2 separate regions of the Pan troglodytes genome follow, and region 1 is linked to region 2. The links are chromatin contacts, called in public HiChIP or PLAC-seq maps. All regions are on one chromosome and are shown on one strand. Each heading gives the region's core, a stretch centred on a gene start, on an enhancer-like site or on the middle of the called end of the contact. The rest is flanking DNA. Distances are from core to core; before and after follow the strand shown. Region 1 holds the start of SELENOO (selenoprotein O). Region 2 has its middle 19 kb from the start of CRELD2.

Region 1 (4,798 bases), core at 2,033-4,532, 270 kb after region 2:
CAAATCCCAAACAAACGTGCTGTGGTCCCTGCCCGGTGTCCACAGTGCCAGCCCCCCCCCCCGCCCCCAGCCCGTTGCCCATCCCTGCGGGGCTGCAGCCATCCCTCTCCACAGCAAGGATGACGTGGAACGCTGCAAGCAGAAGGACCTACTGGAGCAGATGATGGCCGAGATGATTGGCGAGTTCCCGGACCTGCACCGCACCATCGTCTCGGAGCGCGACGTCTACCTAACCTACATGCTGCGCCAGGCCGCGCGGCGCCTCGAGCTGCCTCGGGCCTCTGACGGTGACGGCCGCCCGCAGGCGTGGGACCCCCTGTGAGGCTGAGGCCCGAGCAGGTACTGACCCCTTGTCCTTCCCCACAGCCGAGCCCAGGAAGTGCGTCCCCTCCGTGGTCGTGGGCGTCGTGGGCATGGGCCACGTGCCTGGCATCGAGAAGAACTGGAGCACCGACCTCAACATCCAGGAGATCATGACGTGAGTGCCCGCCCCTCCCTGCAAGCCCCACCCCACAAGCCCCCAGGTGGAGGCTGAGCCCCCTGGAGGCCAACCACATGCGGCAGTGACCCAGGCGTGGGGGCTGGGGTATGAGGAGCCCACCCCCAGCCAGGCCCAGCGCCCCCTCCCTCCCGCAGCGTGCCCCCGCCGTCCGTCTCCGGCAGAGTGTCTCGGTTGGCCGTGAAGGCCGCCTTCTTCGGCCTGCTGGGCTACAGCCTGTACTGGATGGGCCGCCGCACTGCGAGCCTGGTCCTGTCGCTGCCCGCCGCGCAGTACTGCCTGCAGAGGGTGACCGAGGCCCGGCACAAGTAGGAGACTGCTCCCCGCCCGCTCGGGCCCCTGAGGAGCCAGTGCCCCCGCGGCACTTCTGGGTGCCAGGTGCATCCTAGCCTGCCCGAGGCCCCTGCCACCCCCCATGGGGGTCTGGGCCCGGCTTCGCCTGCCTTCCTGGGCCAGTCACCCCTCCCCCAGCCCACCCAAATAAAGGATTATTTAACTGTCTGAGCTCAGGCCTCCCGGCAGCCCCTCCCCTCCCACACTGCAGGGGCCGTTCCCCGGCTTCTGGACAAGACACCCAGCTCCGAGGGGGCAGGGGCTTGTAGGAGGGGCCGAGGCGTGCGCTGCCCTCTCAGCCCTGGTGGCGGGCGGGGGACAATGGCCACTGTCCCTACCTCACTGTGCCTTCCTGTGCTCCGGCCACAGGAGCGTCGGCCCAGGGGCGGCTCCTGGGGGCTCCAGGGCAGGCGAGACTGGGAAAGGCCCAGCCCTGGAGCTCCAGCCGACCCCACCGTGCCCCTGGCATCCTGGCCCTGGCCGCCACCTCCCTGGTACCGTCTGCCTGCAGGGATTCTGTGTTTTTGGCTTTTTTAATGTCTTAAAATCTTTTACTCAGGTAATTTTAATTTCAAAGAGAAAAACTGAAGTAAATGTCAAAAAACACCAGCCTTAAATCCAGAGGGACAGAATTCGTGTTCTTGGGTCTGTCCCGAGTGGGCTCGCGTGCAGCCAAACATCAGCTCTGGGTCCAGGCGTGGCCTCAGCTGGGAGCCTGTGTCCTGAGCCCCTGGAGCAAAGGGGTGCCTGGGGTGTCTTGGCCCTCTCTGGACAGACAATGTGTGCACCTATGTGGAAGGCCAAGGACATGGGCTGTGGCCAGGCCTGTCCCGCTCAGGCCCCCTGCCCGGCGGCCGTCTGTGTGCGGGGCCTCCCTCCTGGCTGTCCAGGACACGGCCCGTGCAGCCCCAGCCTGGACCCAGGCCATCTCTGGTTGTGTCTGTGCCGACTCAGTGTTGAATCAAATCAGGTGTGCGTCAGGAGCCGGCTGTGTCCTTCCTGCCACACTCGGGGATTCATTCCTTAGAAACTGAAATAAATTCTAATTTTGGAAACTCCTGTTTTGTGACGTGTGAAAATGGGGTTCAAGTAATGAAGGATCCCTGCCTCTTCCCCCGTGCTCCAGTGCAGCGGGTACTCGTGGCCCTGCCGGGGCCCTGGGGGAAGGAACTTGCCTGGTTTCCAGCAGAAGAGACAGAGTCACTGTCCCTCCATGCTGACCTGTGGGACCCTTCTCACCCACCAGGTGGGACGCAGGTGGCCTGCTGACACTCAAGACCCTCCATACCCAGTCCCACCAGATTCCAGAGTGTGGACCAGACTGAGCCAGACTGGGGCCCCGGGGGGTCGAGGAGACAGATCAGGAGGGCCCAGGGCCTGGGGAATGGGGAGGGGTAACACCTGCCAAGGAGGATGCTGGGAACGGGCGCCCAGAGCGGCCGGGGGGAGGGGGCTGCTGAAGAGGGAACGGTTGCTGTGGGCTGCAGAGGTGGGTTGGGCACGGGAACCTCACCACATCCCTCATCCAGTCACCTGCCCAACGCACGCAGAGGGTCCTGAGGGCTTCACCCGCAGCCCCAAAGGGGCAGAGCTGGGGTCACGCAGAGTCTCGGAAGCCCACGCTGTGGCCCCAGGAGAAGGTTCTGGATGTAGCTCCTGTATGTGAACGGTGGGCTCGCGCCGCTGCCGGAATAAAGGGAAACCACAGGCAGGAGGGAGGCGCGTCCAGGATCCGCGGCCACCGGCCTCTCAGTCCTCTGGGGCCGGGGCCGGAGGAGATGGAAAGCGGGGGCACCACAGACTCATCTGAACCCCCGCGTTCATTCGGACACACAGACCCCAAATTCCTCCCCCAGGGGTCGTGTCCCTCAAGCCAGCCGAAGACCCCGGTGCCCGCCCAGCCCTCCGGGAGGGTCTGCGCCTGCGGCCTCGCGGGGCCTCTCCGAGCCCAGGCGCTGTTCCATGGGCGGGGCACAGGTCCAAGGCCCCTTCCCTCCTAGACGGCAGGCGAGGGGCCCGAGAGGCCGGAGGCCAGGGGACAAGGTCCCCGAGAGGCGGCGCGAGGCTTCGGCGGCCCAGAACCGCGGCGGGGTCCGGGTGGGGTCCCGGCCGCCCGTGGGGCGCGGGGCTAAGCCCCGGCCCGACCCGAACGGACGCGGGCCTCGGTCCCCGCTGCCGGCGCCGGTGCAGCCGAGGAAATCCGGGGCTGCCCGAGCGGGGTCGTCGCTGGCGGTCTCGGAGGCGTTCCCACCTGTCACCCCGTTCGCAGCAGCGCGCGCCCCGTGACGCCGACAGCCACCCCGGACGCCTCCGACCCTCCGGCCGGGAGATGCGGATAGACGGACGAGGCAGCCAATTAGAGCCCGGCCAGACACCGCGACCCCTCCCCCCCCCGCCCCACTCTCGCCCACTGGCGATTGGGTTGCGGGGCGCGCGGGGCGGGGCTTCCGGGAGGGGCAGGCTGGCTTCCGGCGGGAGCGGCGCCGCGGATGGCCGCACACAGGGCAGCGCTCGGGGCTTCGCTCGCGGCTGCCCGACTCTTGCCCCTCAGCCGCTGTTCCCCGTCGCCGGCGCCCCGCTCTACGTTGTCGGGCGCCGCCATGGAGCCCGCGCCTCGCTGGCTGGCGGGGCTACGCTTCGACAACCGCGCCCTGCGCGCGCTGCCCGTGGAGACGCCGCCGCCCGGTCCCGAGGGCGCCCCGTCCGCGCCGCGGCCCGTGCCCGGGGCCTGCTTCACCCGCGTGCAGCCCACCCCGCTGCGGCAGCCGCGCCTCGTGGCGCTGTCAGAGCCCGCGCTGGCGCTGCTGGGCCTGGGCGCGCCGCCCGCGCGCGAGGCCGAGGCCGAGGCCGCGCTGTTCTTCAGCGGCAACGCGCTCCTGCCGGGCGCCGAGCCCGCCGCGCACTGCTACTGCGGCCACCAGTTCGGCCAGTTCGCCGGGCAGCTGGGCGACGGCGCTGCCATGTACCTGGGCGAGGTGTGCACGGCGACCGGCGAGCGCTGGGAGCTGCAGCTCAAGGGCGCCGGGCCCACGCCCTTCTCCAGGTGGGCCGGGGCGGGCGAGGGGCGCGGGTGGGTCCTCCCCGCCGGGGCGCCCCTTCCCTCCGCCCGGCGCGGTGTTGGGGGCGTCCGGCGGCTACTGCCAAGTGGGGCCTCCCCTGCACCCGCGGGAGCGCGGTGCTGGCAGCCGCCCGCGCCCTGTGCTTATCAACCCGCCGAGGACCTTGGAGTCAGCTCCACCAGGGACGCCGCTCATGTTTACCGACGTTCGCTGGGGCTCCAAACCCAGGGGCGGGAGCCGGGATGAGAGGTTAGGCTAACCCTAACCCCGCAGGTCCCCAGCCTTCCTCCGATCGCTCGTGGGGCGGGCCGCTTCGTCCAGCAGCCTCGCTCTGCGACTGACTTCACGGAGGCCTGTCCCTGACTTCCCTGCGGGCAGCCCTTTTTAACCCCGAAGTGAGGTGGGCATCGTTTAGATTTCTGTGGGGGGGCACATAGGTGTTCTAATAAGGCAGGATCTGGGTCCAGATGCCGCCAGGCCCACCGGGGAGCCGTGCACGCGCCACCTGCCTCCTGTGTATAGACAGCGCTTGGGTCTGTTCTGCTCTTTTCTACTAAACAATGTACTTACTCCATATTCTTTACTGCTTTTGTGAATGACTAGGAAAACAATACCCACAAGTGTACATTTTATGTTCAGAGAAATGCTAAACCCGCATCTCATCCGGCCCCTCCCTGTGCTCTCATCACCTCCCCCTCCAGCACCTGAAATGCCCCTCGGTCCCTCAGCATCCCTTCCCCGGGGCTCCATCTCCCAAGCAAGCTCCTCAGACTGAGGGTCTTCCTCACTCCCCCGTCTCCAAATCCGTTCTGTTCTGTGTCTGAGGGCAACCTGGCTCTCCCTCCCCACCCCCGGCGACCTGCTTAGAGTTGACAGCACCGGCCGCCCACGGGAGCGTTTCTGACCC
Region 2 (4,685 bases), core at 1,532-4,031:
TGCCATCCTCCTCATATGCCCATGACCAGCACGCGGGTGTGGACTGCGCCTGTGCCAGGTGGGCCCTGGGGGTCGGGGGGCAGAAGGGCCCAGGTCCTGCAGGGGAGTGGGGGGCGGTGCTGGGGCCCAGAAAGGCTTACTGTAATGTGGCTGGTGGGGGCCACCGGCTCTCAGGCCACACACTCCCCCTCCAGGCCCAGCGCCCCTCCCCGCCTCCCTGGGGCTGGGGTCTTCCCAAACCCCAAGCCGGCTGCTCTGCACCAGTGAGGGGCCGGGAGTGGCCTGGCCTGAGGAGGCTGCAGGGCACCCACCTCTCCAGAGACCCCCTCCACCCACTCCCGGGGGATCCTTCTGGAGAGACTGTTCCCAGCCGTTGAGCAGGGTCCGCTCTCCCCCCCACCCCGGTCTGGCCTTTGGGAGGGTCCCCCCAGAGCCAGGGAGGGGTATCTGGCCCCTCACCCCTCAAACGGCAGTCCAGGGCCAGCGTCTTTCTGCGCTCACCTGCCTGCGACCGGGCTCTCTGGGCCACAGGGCGGCCACCACTCGAGGGTCACCCGCAAGCCTCGGAGTCCCTGCTCGGAGCGGGGGCTGGTGGTCGCGGTGGGGGTGGGGAGCGGGCACCCACTGGGGATTCACCCCACCCGGGCCCCCCTCCAGCCTCTGCCCGGCGCCCGGGTCTTCGGTCCGCCCTTTGCAGAGGAAGGACCCCGCCCTGCGCAGAGCGGGCTTGGGGGACCCGGGCGGGCGGCGGGGCGCGGGGTGGGGCGCGGGGGGCGGTGTTGCTCCCGCGGGCGGGAAGGGCGGGGAGCGGCCCTGCCGGGAAGGGGGCGGCGCCGGAAGCGTCATCTGGGCTTTCCCCGGCGGGAGGGGGCGGGGAGCAGATGGGGGTGCTACGAGGAGGTGGGGGGAGGGGACGCAATGGAGGTGCCGCGGGTGCGGTGAAGAGCGAGACTGGGGCAGATGGGCGCGGGGACTGGGGCAGGGGGATGAGGGTCTGGGAAGGAGCAGGTGTTGGGGACGGAGAGTGGGGGCGGGGAGTGGGGGCGCGGGGAGGAGCAGGGTGGGGGCGGAGGGGAGGATGGGGGTCCAGGAGGAGCAGGGGCGGGGACGGAGGGGAGGGTGGGGGTCCGGGAGGAGCAGGAGTGGAGGCGGAGGGGAGGGTGGGGATGTGGGAGGAGCAGGGGTGGGGCAAAGGGGAGGGTGGGGGGGTTCAGGATGAGCAGGGGTTGGGGCGGAGGGGAGGGTGTGGGGGGTCCAGGAGGAGCAGGGGTAGGGGCGGAGGGGAGCCTGGGGGTCTGGGAGAAGGAGGGGTGCGGGGTGTGGGGCCTGGGGTGAGCAGGGGTGGGGGCGGAGGGGAGGGTGGGGGGTCCGGGAGGAGCAGGGACGGAGGGGAGGGTGGGGGTCTGAGAGGAGCAGGGGTGGAGGGTGTGGGGCCTGGGCTGAGCAGGGGAGGGGACCTGCAGCCCGTGCCCAGCCCCATAGGGACCCGCCCGCGCTCCTCCCCCGCCGCCCCGGCCCCGCGCTCCTCGTCGCTGGGAACCCCCTGCGGGAGCAATGACGATGAGCAGGACGATGGCTGTGAGGGCCCAGCCCGAGCTCTGGGGCGTGGGCCGGAGCGCGGTTGGCCTTGACCTTCTTGGAAAGCCCTTGGCGGCAGGTGACTCCGCTTAGTCACGGCCCCGGGGGCTGGGGCTCCCCGAAGGAAAGGAGCCCCCGCGGAAGCAGGCGCTGAATGAGATGCACGAGCGCCACAGCCGCCGCCGCACACCCCCCGCCCCCCCGGGGTGGAAGCCAGGACCTGCGTCCCCAGCTCCCCCAGGCCCGGCGGTGGGCTCTGGACACGGCCCGCCCACAGGGCGCCTGGCTGGGCCTCCGAGCTTTCCTGTTTTCTCTGCAGCCTGGCTGGGCTTAGGGAGAGGTGGGGGGGTGCGCCTCTTGATGCTGGGGACGCGTGTGGCACAGGGAGCCGGGTGCAGCCAAGGCTTGGAGGGGTGCCCCCCGCCCCACCCGGGTCACACTTCACCCTTCGTGGGGTCGGGATCTGGTCTTTTTACAAGCTAGGCGCCCCCCCCCCCCCTTTTTTTTTTCTCAAAAATGATCACAGGGAATGAGCCTCAGCCAGGACAGCGGGCTATGAGGCTGCCTGTTGCTCCCACCAGCCTGAATTCTGGCAGGGCCCTTCTCCTCCACCCACAGCCCTCCATCCACACCCCTCCAGTGGCTCCAAGGCCCATCTGACTTGGCCTCAGTTCACCTGTTTACTTCAGGGACACCTGGTTATACTGCCAGAGGCAGGTTGGGGGGCCTGCAGGGCCGGCCTCTCTCAAATCCGCTTCTGGCTCTGCGGTCCCCACAGCACTTCCTTACCCCTTCCCCATGCTGGAATCTGAGAACCAGATATGGGGGTCCTGGTCTCAGCATCCCTCTCCATCCGGGGTGCCCTGCTGCTGCCAGCTCACGTGCCCACCATCCCATCCTCCTCAGGGTCAGTGTGGCTGCAGAACGGCCTCCGGGGAGAGCAGGGTGGGGGCTGTAGCCTGGTGCACCCCCAGCCTGCTGTCCCAGGTGAATGCAGACCCCTGGCTCAGCTGCTGACCAGATAACAGTGGCCCTTGTGCCGCAGCCTGGGTGGGGGCTGGGGTACCAGCCCCGGGTGTCTCCGGGCACAGGATGGCACCCACCCCCACCCCACCCGCAGGCAGCGGCCAGCAGGAGACATTGTCCGTCCCCCTCAACCCTGGCTATTAATAGCTCCTCTGGGCTAGGAGCGGCTATAAATAGCCCCAGCTCCTCACACAGGCCCATTCAGGCACCCGCTGCCTGGGTGTGCACAGCAGCCACACTTGCGCTCACTCAGAGCCGTGCACGCGGGAACCGTGCCACTTCTGCCCCTCCACGCCATCTGCACTGCACAGATCCAGGCTGTCCCTGCAGCCCTCACCGGGTCTCCTGTGGCAGGGGAGGGCCCTGAACCCTCTGGAGGCTTTTCCCTTGCCCCCTCCCGCCACGCCCAGGGTCCTCTTGGGGCTTCTAGCTACTCTAGGGTCTTGCTCTGGGGCTTCTGGAAGTCAGACGCATTCACCCAAAGCCAGCCTGGGGTGGGGGGAGGTCCACCTGGAGGGAGGCCCAGCCCCTGCAGAGACCTAAGCCTGGCCTCTGCCCCAAGCACTGCTGCCTCGGGCCATGAGGCTCACAGGGTCTCCTTAGCCCAAGGCTGGTCCAGCCTCCCACCTGCCCTGTGGGGCAGACGTCACTGAATTCCCACTCCTTGCCCTGGAGGCCTCATTGCCGTCAACTAGGCTATGGCCCCCACTGTGACTCCCACTCCCAGGGTGACAGAATGGGCACCTGGTCCAGGAAAGCCTGCTCTGTGGACCCCCTACCCGTCCACACTGTCCACGCCCCATGGCTGGTGGTGACAGGAGACAGGATGGGGGGCATGGGGGCTGCTGTTATTGTGTCCAGAGGAGAAAAGGAAAACAATCCTGTTTACGGAAAAGGAATGTCCGTCCACTGCCGCCAGCCAGTGGCCTTCCTGGGGGGACAGAGGCCCTTTGTTGGGAAAACAGGAAGCAAGGATTTCCAGGATCTGCCAGGCCGCCCGCCGGCCACCCGCCCCACTTCCGCCAATTCTCGGCAGCCTGCGCTGGCCACCAGCTGCCCGTCTGTCCATCCACGTTTCTGTCTATCCGTCTGACCGTGGGGCCCAGGCGTACAGCCTCAGCACATCCTGCTCTATGTGGTGCCTCAGTCGCACAGGGACAAACACCCACAGGGTCCTTGCAGGGCCTGGGAGGGCAGCCTGGGAGCTGAGACCCAAGGAGTGAGGACCCGTGCCCCACACAGGGAAGGGCAGTGCCAGACATGGAGAAGGCGGATGGGGCAGGGGCCACGGGGCAGGAACCGGGGAGGCGGGAACAGCCAAAGGGAAGCTGTGCCAGACTCTCCCCTCCCCACCCAAGAGCCGGGGATGGTTTTGGGGTGGGTTAGGGGTCACTGTGTCCTTACTACCCAAACCCACTTGCAGTCCATGGCCCACGCGATGCTCGCCTGTCACTGACCCGGGACAGCATGGGCTCACTCGTGCATGAACACCAGACGTGTGCACACTCAGCGGACACTCACCTGTGCACACACAGCACACACGTGCACACACCACGGACACTCTCACCTGTGCACACACAGCACACACATGCACACTCAGCGGACACTCACCTGTGCACACAGCACACACGTGCACACACCACGGACACTCTCACCTGTGCACACACAGCACTCACGTGCACACTCAGCGGACACTCACCTGTGCACACACAGCACACACGTGCACACACCACGGACACTCTCACCTGTGCACACACAGCACACACATGCACACTCAGCGGACACTCACCTGTGCACACACAGCACACACGTGCACACACAGCACACACGTGCACACACCACGGACACTCTCACCTGTGCACACACAGCACACACATGCACACACCACGGACACTCTCACCTGTGCACACACAGCACACACGTGCACACACCAGCACCCACCAGCACGGATGCAGGCACCGTCATGAGCACGGAGACCACCCCAGGACACCAGCAGCTGCACCCCCCGGCGGGGCTGCACTGGCCGACAGTGCCCAGGGGACTGCTCCCAGCCCCTGTGGGGGGCTTCTGTGATTCTGTGT

The links. HiChIP or PLAC-seq counts read pairs in DNA pulled down with a chosen protein or histone mark.
Region 1: an H3K4me3 HiChIP or PLAC-seq map of stem cell-derived excitatory neurons shows a contact between it and region 2, with 11 times the contacts expected there. The contact joins the promoter of SELENOO here to the enhancer-like site in region 2. A contact is called at or near these places in 4 of 7 Hi-C or Micro-C datasets (blood, induced pluripotent stem cells and stem cell-derived neural progenitor cells), 1 of 1 datasets of contacts at active chromatin or transcription factors (stem cell-derived excitatory neurons) and 1 of 1 other capture datasets (stem cell-derived neural stem cells).

Annotation. Positions count from the first base shown.
Region 1 is chr23:52,320,775-52,325,572 of NHGRI_mPanTro3-v2.0_pri, forward strand. It overlaps SELENOO (selenoprotein O), which reads left to right and starts at 3,283. Exons shown (of 9, transcript XM_063807748.1): 1 at 3,283-3,875. The coding sequence starts at 3,322. LOC134809677 (a long non-coding RNA gene) reads right to left here and starts at 3,152. Exons shown (of 2, transcript XR_010155990.1): 1 at 2,366-3,152; 2 at 1,423-1,862. It overlaps TRABD (TraB domain containing), which reads left to right. Exons shown (of 10, transcript XM_016939469.4): 8 at 115-287; 9 at 367-478; 10 at 637-1,887. The coding sequence ends at 811.
Region 2 is chr23:52,052,715-52,057,399 of NHGRI_mPanTro3-v2.0_pri, forward strand. No RefSeq gene overlaps it. Among named protein-coding and RNA genes, the nearest start is that of CRELD2, 19 kb to the left of the region's middle. Within about 2 kb of position 2,782, at least 16 of the 24 cell types and tissues checked have an H3K27ac peak or open chromatin away from gene starts, as enhancers often do. A contact at or near this core is called in induced pluripotent stem cells, stem cell-derived excitatory neurons, stem cell-derived neural progenitor cells and 1 more, where this site is marked.